Regions from separate parts of the Danio rerio genome. Here regions 2 and 3 are each linked to region 1. Evidence: chromatin contacts called from public Hi-C and Micro-C data. All regions are on one chromosome and are shown on one strand. The core of a region is the stretch at or near the end of the contact, and the rest is flanking DNA. Distances in the headings are between cores, read along the strand shown. Region 1 holds the start of plk2a (polo-like kinase 2a (Drosophila)). Region 2 overlaps mn1a (meningioma 1a). Region 3 overlaps pitpnb (phosphatidylinositol transfer protein, beta).

Region 1 (2,703 bases), core at 76-2,575:
AAAAAAAATTCGTTATTAAATTTATTGTTTAAAACAATATTTTTTATTTTAATTGTTTTTTTGTTTTTTTTTTACCTTTTTTACAATTTATATTAATGCAAAATAATAATAACATCTAAAGCATCTTGTAAAACTTTAGAAATGATTTGTTTTCTTAAAATTGAAATGAACTAAAAATAATAAATGAATGTTTCGTTTTTAAAACCAAATCTTTACTGATTTGACTGCTGGACTGGTCCATGATTGAGGGTGGGGGACACATTTGCTCAGATGTAATCGTTATATTCAAATTAAAAATGTTTTGACCCTCACCATACAAAATACAACAGAAAATAATGTAATATATAATTTAAAGCCATAATTCTAGGTATTTATTTGGGAGCACTCTGATTTTTTAGGGCCCTAAGTGACTGCTTACATTGCTTATTGGTTAAATCTGCCCCTGCCTGTGATACATACACTGCAACTGTTTTATTTATTTATTTATTTATTTATTTATTTATTTATTTATTTATTATCAATTAGACTTTTTTGTTACCTTGTAAATAGAAATAGATATATCAATAATTCATATTAGTATCACTACAATATATGACATACTATTAATGTATGAAAGCTATTAGCTAAGCAGTTTCCACTTAGTTACCACTGCTGCTCTGTTACATAAATTAACTGGCAACACTAGACAGTTACACAGTGTAAAACAGTGTTGTTAAAAAAATCTTTAGGCTACTAAGAAATCTACTCTAATGAGCATGACATAAACGCATGCATATTTAACTTAATGGTATCCTTTAAAATAATATCAAATTATGAGCAATCTGAATTAACACTTTAATTATAAATATGTTTGATGGGTCTAAATCTAGGCAAACTGATATCGCATGAGTCATACATCTCTCACTGCACTAATATGCAGTAGCCTATAGCGTAAAGCTACCACAAGGTGGGGCTAGATATCTTTACTGTGACAAGCATGACCTAATCAAACCTTTAAAATGTGATTTTAAATCAAATGTGGTTTGAATATGAACAATAAAATCCCATTTGAATATCACAATAAATAAATAATAAATATACCATATTTTTATATGTTGTATTTGTGTTCATATTTAAATGACTGGTTTCATTTCAGTGCAATTTGATCAGAAAGTTATGAACAGGTTGGGTTGGTTTGCTTATATTAGCGCAAATCATAACATTAATTGAGCGAAAGTCACTGCTTCAATTCAGCGCAACGTGAACGCGCATGACGCGCCAGTCAAAATAAAGGGGCGGAGCGATCAACAGCCTGTATAAAACTAAAGCTCTGAGATTTTTCTCCATAGTCGAAACGCGAGCATGGACATACTCAGGACTATAGCACACCACCACCATCACCACCAGCCTGTAAATAGCGGGAAGATGTGTGAACACACACACAGCAGAGCCAGTGAAAGCAGACGAAGGAAATTAGAGGATACTTCATATGCCACTCAAGAAATGTCACGCATTGTCACGGATTCAGCCACTGGGAAATGTTACTGTAGAGGGAAAGTTTTAGGCAAGGTAAATGTTTTACATTTGACAAATCAAAAATATTTAGCATTTTTATGTTTAATACAAAAGTATATATATATATATATATATATATATATATATATATATATATATATATATATATATATATATATATATATATATATTTTTTTTTTTTTTTTTTTTTTTTTTTTAAGATTAAATCTTGATAACAGATTTTCAACGATTGGTGTCATTAGTATGTATATGTGAAAATGCAGTTTCTCTGTTGCAGGGCGGTTTTGCCAAGTGCTATGAATTTACAGATCTAAGCACAGGCAAAATGTATGCAGCCAAAATCATTCCACACACACGCGTTTCCAAACCTCACCAAAGGGAAAAGGTAAGCTTGCTGTCCTGTTGTCACGTATGTACTTCTGGCAGCATTACTTCATTTACATTACTTCCCTACATCATTTGTTAAGCTTGCAACCATTTGATCGACAGATTGATAGAGAAATCGAATTGCACAGAGCCCTGCATCACAAACACATTGTTCAGTTCTACCATCACTTCGAGGACAAAGACAACATTTACATCCTACTTGAATACTGCAGCAGACGGGTGAGTATTATTGATATGGTTTTTCGATCTGACCAACAAATATTGTTGCTATAACTTCCTTATGTAATTTGTTCTTCAGTCACTAGCACACATTCTCAAGGCCCGAAAAGTGCTTACAGAACCAGAGGTTCGGTACTACTTAAAACAGATTGTCTCGGGACTGAAGTATCTACATGAGCAAGAGATTCTGCACAGAGACCTTAAACTAGGTAAGTGACTACAGCACACATTCGACTAGCATTAGCATTTTGCAGATACTTTTACTCAAAGCAACAAAAGCAATTTGTTAAAGAGCCCCAGAAATGTAAAAATGCATGGTATGCAGGGCCGGTGCGTCCATAGAGGCGACCTAGGCGGCTGCCTAGGGCGGCAGTATAGAGAGGGCGGCGTCCGCAACACCCCCCTTTCACCCACATCCTCAGTTATGTCCACAACACCTTACTCACCACCAGCGTCCACAGATATATTCGCGCAAAGGTGACAGAATAAAGAGGGCAGCGTCAGTGTGCGACACCTCCATCAGTACTCGCGTGTCCTCAGGTAAATCCGCGCATAAGGCGGCAGAATAGAGGTCCGCGACAC
Region 2 (2,700 bases), core at 33-2,532, 210 kb after region 1:
GCAAAATATCTCCGCTATGCTTTTCTGGTAACAATGACAAAATCTACATGTTTGGGTGTAACTGCTTCTTAACGTTTAACTTGGAGAGGTGACAGATAAATCATTAAATCGAATTTGATTTTTTCACAGCAGTATGAATTTAACCTCCATTTCTTTTTATGGATGGAGCAGCTTGGACATTCTGCATAATATCTCTATTTTGCTCTTCTGGTAACAATGACGAATTTACATGTTTGGGTGTAACTGCTTCTTAATGTTTAGCTTGGAGAGGTGACGCATGAATCTTTTAATCGACTTATATCTTTTTACCGCAGTATAAATTTCACCTCTATTTCTGTTTATGGAATAGAGCAGCTTGGACATTCTGCAAAATCTCTTCGCTATGCTTCTCTGGTAACAATGACGAAATCTACATGTTTGGGTGTAACTGCTTCCTAATGTTTTTAGTTTGGAGAGGTGACAGATGAATCTTTTGTGCGAATTTGATCTTTTTTAAGGCAGAATTTAACCTCCATTTCTGTTTATGGAATAGAGCAGCTTGGACATTCTGCAAAATCTCTTCGCTATGCTTCTCTGGTAACAATGACGAAATCTACATGTTTGGGTGTAACTGCTTCCTAATGTTTTTAGTTTGGAGAGGTGACAGATGAATCTTTTGTGCGAATTTGATCTTTTTTAAGGCAGAATTTAACCTCCATTTCTGTTTATGGAATAGAGCAGCTTGGACATTCTGCATAATATCTTTATTTTGCTCTTCTGGTAACAATGACGAAATCTAGATGTTTGGGTGTAACTGCTTCTTAATGTTTAGCTTGGAGAGGTGACAGATGAATCTTTTAAGCGAATTAGATCTTTTTACAGCAGTATGGATTTCACCTCCATTTCTGTTTATGTAATAGAGCAGCTTGGACATTCTGCAAAATCTCTCCGCTATGCTTCTCTGGTAACAATGACGAAATCTACATGTTTGGGTGTAACTGCTTCTTAACGTTTAGCTTAGAAAGGTGACAGATGAATCTTTTAAGCAAATTTGATCTTTTTACGGCAGAATTTATTCTTCATTTCTGTTTATGGAATAGAGCAGCTTGGACATTCTGCATAACATCTCCGCTATGCTTCTCTGGTAACAATGACGGAATCTACATGTTTGGGTGTAACTGCTTCTTAATGTTTAGCTTGGAGAGGTGATGCATGAATCAAAGCGATGATTCTCTGACAACACAGGCCTGTCCCATGACAAAACGTGAAAGCGGAATTTAATACATGCCAAGACAAGATCATGCTGTTTCTTTTTTTCCTTTCCATTTCCACCCTGACATTCCTCGCGGAAAAATGCAGTGTATCACACGGACACAAGAAAACGCTAATTAATTCTGCCTGCCAAACAAGCACTCCCGTATAAAGGTGTGCGTATCTGCGCAGGCAACGCTCAAATTGCAATTCATCAGAGAAATTAGCAGCACAGTTGACCAAATCTTTCTATAAAATTGCACGCAGACGATGACCACAATTATAATTATTCTTGATAAATGTTCAAAGGTATGGATGGTTATTTTAGGACGCGGAACTTGCACACAGAGTACACGGTTTACAAGTTTGTATTTATAGAGCCACTGACAAATCTTGCTTTCTGACACGTTCAAAGACACGGAAGCTCATTTCAGTAAAGGATCCGCAAGTTACACAGCGTTTGGAGTGTACACTGTTTGCTGATATTTTCCACATAGATATCAAGCCCTATTTTCTCCTCGCATCCCTTCCACACAAAAACGCATCCCTATACCTGTGTTCTCAGAGTGTTGTTTTGAGCCGTTTTCCCATGAGACCATTGCATCTTCTCCTTTGTTTTCTGTCTGTTCTGGCCTTTAGTGTTTATTCTCAGAGCCACAAAGCTGTCAGAATATCCGACAGCCCCGTCTGAAAAATTGCATCTGACAACCTTCTCCATTTATTAGGCAAAACAGCGAGAGGAAAAGAAAAAGAAGAAGAAGAAGAAAACGCTAGAGTTTGAGGTAGCTAGGAGTTTCTGATCAGATTGCATTCTGATAACAGGCCGCAGCTTACATCTGTTTTACATTCAATCGATACGCATGTTAAAAAAGTTGAATAAAGTCAAATATTTTCCATTGAGTTGCTAAAATTATAAATATATATATATATATATATATATATATATATATATATATATATATATATATATATATATATATATATACACACACACACACACACACACACACACACACATATATACATACACACACAAATATTATATATACATACATATATATAGGTATAATATTAATATTTATAGCATTATATGTATATACACACACACACACACACACAAATATAAATATAAATATATATATATATATATATATATATATATATATATATATATATATATATATATATATATACACACATATATTATACTATAAATATTAATACTATAAACACAAACTATTTAATTTTAGCAACTCAATGGAAAATAAAATTATATATACAAACATTATATATGTAAAATTTTGCATACAGATAATTAAATATAGCTAAAAATGTAGCTATAGTAAAATGAAGTCAAATAAAACACAACTATTTTTTTCTCTTTAAAAATCCAGTGTTTACAAAAATAAAGCAACTGCTTTTGAGAATAAATGTAATGCAAAATAATAATAATAATAATAATAATATTAA
Region 3 (2,700 bases), core at 157-2,656, 240 kb after region 1:
AATGTGAACAATATATATATATATATATATATATATATATATATATATATATATATATATATATATATATATATATATATATATATATATAGTGACTTGTTGTCATTTCAGCACCAAAATAATTAAGATGGTTCATTTATTTTTACTTAAGTACAAATATGTTTATTTGAAATGTCCAATTTATCTTTATTAACTTCATATGTATGATTATTTTTAAAGTGTAGGATTTTACGTGTTGCCCAGTTTGTACATGGGCTACCAAAAGCTGTGAGATTTCAGTGTTCATTTTATCACAATACACTAGGAGCTAGTGTACTTTTCGTGGCTTTTAAGTAAAACAAAATGAGTATTGCAATAAATTGTATTTGTTTTTTCTCCTTAACCTCTTACTATTCCTATTGCCTATAAAATAAAATAAAAACACGCGTGTAAAGCCATGAGAACCAAACCCCATGTTAAAAAAACCAAGGTATGTATTGAATCGTGGGCTAACTGTATTGTTGCATCCCTAATATATATATATATATATATATATATATATATATATATATATATATATATATATATATATATATATATATATATATATATATCTAATACTAATTTTGCCTTTGTCATTATGACAGTACTACAAAATATTTTACTAGCTATTAAGCTTAAAGTGCCATTTAAAGATCTAACTACTTTAATCAGGTTAGCTAGGCAAATTAGGTTAATTCGATTATTACCAATTATTACAAAACAGTAGTTCCTTCTGTAGCCAATAACATTGTTTCAATGAAAACAAAATTATAAAAATTTTAAAGTTGCTTTCATTTCAGCCACACTAAAAGAAACATAATTCATCAGGTAAAATAAACTATAACTATACTTTTATAAAGGGAATTCCCCATTTTAACAAACGTCTGTGTCAGCAAAGTGGCAGTGAATGGGTTAACGTTGACATAATCCTCTCTGGAAACATTTTCACCATCATTTCCATAAATGAGGTTTTTGAAAAATATATACCCTGGAAGGTTTCTGTAAAGCCCTGCAAAGCCAAAGTAAACTTGATTCATCAAATATTAGTCCAAATACATACTTTCTCCTGGCAACTGGACAGTAGCAAGTACAAAAAAAAAGCTGTTTGTTTAATATAATGTCTTGCTACATATACAAACCGCTTAAAAAATGCCAGTCTTTACAACAGAAGGCAATTAAAGATCAACCGGTTAGAAGAAAGATAGAACTTTTAACATGACTGATGGGTTGACGGTTAAGCCATCACTTTATTGGTCTTGGCAAAGCCACCGCTGCAGAATAAAACTAATAAGCGACTACGCCTTCGGGATTTGGATGAGAATGTATTGATCGATATTTCCCAGGCAGTGAGGAGTTTGTGGTTTTCTTTGGCTGCATGCTTAAAGTGATCACAGAGCGTGTCAGAGTTTGGAGAGACTGCGTGCCGTTGGATCGTCATATTTACTGGGTAGAGGAAAGAATCTGGGCCAAATACTATACACTTGAGCTGGTACGCGTTCAACAAAAACACACAACTGAAAATAGAGAATATTAGCACTTTGCCAGGAGTAACCAGCGGAGAGAAAAAGAATAATAATAATGAAAAATCAGAACGAGCTGAAATCTGTAACCCCTTCAAGAACCGAGTCCAGTAGTCAATTCAAATACAGACCCTACTATTTTATGTCTACAGTCAAATTATGACCCCTGGTGCTAATATTACAGGTACTAACATTTTATTCCACACATATAAACGCCCACGTTACGCTATAAAAATGGTCCAGATGTGTGCTGGAGGCTGATGATGTACAGCTTGTGCATGTACACTATTAAATAGTCTTTACTCAGTGTTTTTGTAATAGCACACTGACCTACAGCTATAATTGTAAGTAGGGCTGCACGATTTGAGAAAAACAAAAAACTAATTGCGATTTATCAGTTTTTTATCAGTCAATTTAAAACGCAATTTATTATAACTTCAAAGAGCTGCAGGTTTTATGTGGTGGTTTTAGTAGGACATAAGAAAGACTAAAGGGGATTAAGACATAAAGAGGATTAATAATCAAAGTACTACTGTTTATTTAAAAACATTTTTTTATGGAGTTAATCTAGGGCCATATATACTTACAGAGGGTATATAAATGAATCAAGGATTGAAATTCAATAGCTTTTAACACCTTTAAGACTCTTTGCATACATTAAGACCTCATCACCACTGGTTTTAACCAGTCGCAGGGTTTGAAATTAACCTTTTTTCTTGGTTCAAAACATGTATCGTGATTCATTCAACACTTCTACCGAAGTAAAGTCACGTATTTAAATCGATTTTCAACCAGCTCACAGTAAATCGTTACATCCCTAGTAATCACAGCTGACCCATGATAGATGTGGTAGAGAAAATCCGTTCAGCACACACGCTTGTGTGTCTGGATCAACCAGTACTGCTTTAACCTCCCTGTACAAAGTGATGCTGCGTTCACACCAGACGCGGAACACGCGTCAAGCGCGAGGGATTTACATGTTAAGTCAATGCAAACGTGAATAGACATCCTGCGGCGCGAATTATGCAAATTGCGCGGATGGCGCGGGGCGAATTGAGCGTTTTGCTAGTTTGACGCGCTTAACGAGCGTTTCGCGTGAATCTCTCGAGTTCGAAAATCTGAACTTCAGCGGACATTCGCGCCGCGTTAACCAATCAGA

The links. Hi-C and Micro-C count contacts between places; a contact is called where the count stands out from the background.
Region 2: a contact with region 1 is called in a Micro-C map of caudal fin, with 4 times the contacts expected there. The contact joins the enhancer-like site here to the promoter of plk2a in region 1. A contact is called at or near these places in 3 of 18 Hi-C or Micro-C datasets (caudal fin, hematopoietic stem cells and an unstated tissue) and 1 of 4 datasets of contacts at active chromatin or transcription factors (caudal fin).
Region 3: a contact with region 1 is called in a Hi-C map of embryo, with 3 times the contacts expected there. The contact joins the enhancer-like site here to the promoter of plk2a in region 1. A contact is called at or near these places in 4 of 18 Hi-C or Micro-C datasets (caudal fin, embryo, hematopoietic stem cells and 1 more) and 2 of 4 datasets of contacts at active chromatin or transcription factors (caudal fin and embryo).

The regions. Positions count from the first base shown.
Region 1 is chr10:4,787,846-4,790,548 of GRCz12tu, reverse strand. It overlaps plk2a (polo-like kinase 2a (Drosophila)), which reads left to right and starts at 1,325. Exons shown (of 14, transcript XM_073914367.1): 1 at 1,325-1,548; 2 at 1,793-1,900; 3 at 2,005-2,121; 4 at 2,201-2,703.
Region 2 is chr10:4,574,608-4,577,307 of GRCz12tu, reverse strand. All of the region lies in intron 2 of mn1a (meningioma 1a), which reads right to left. Among named protein-coding and RNA genes, the nearest start is that of mn1a, 7.7 kb to the right of the region's middle. Within about 2 kb of position 1,282, at least 3 of the 62 cell types and tissues checked have an H3K27ac peak or open chromatin away from gene starts, as enhancers often do. A contact at or near this core is called in caudal fin, where this site is marked.
Region 3 is chr10:4,550,542-4,553,241 of GRCz12tu, reverse strand. All of the region lies in intron 10 of pitpnb (phosphatidylinositol transfer protein, beta), which reads right to left. Among named protein-coding and RNA genes, the nearest start is that of mn1a, 16 kb to the left of the region's middle. Within about 2 kb of position 1,406, at least 5 of the 62 cell types and tissues checked have an H3K27ac peak or open chromatin away from gene starts, as enhancers often do. A contact at or near this core is called in caudal fin, where this site is marked.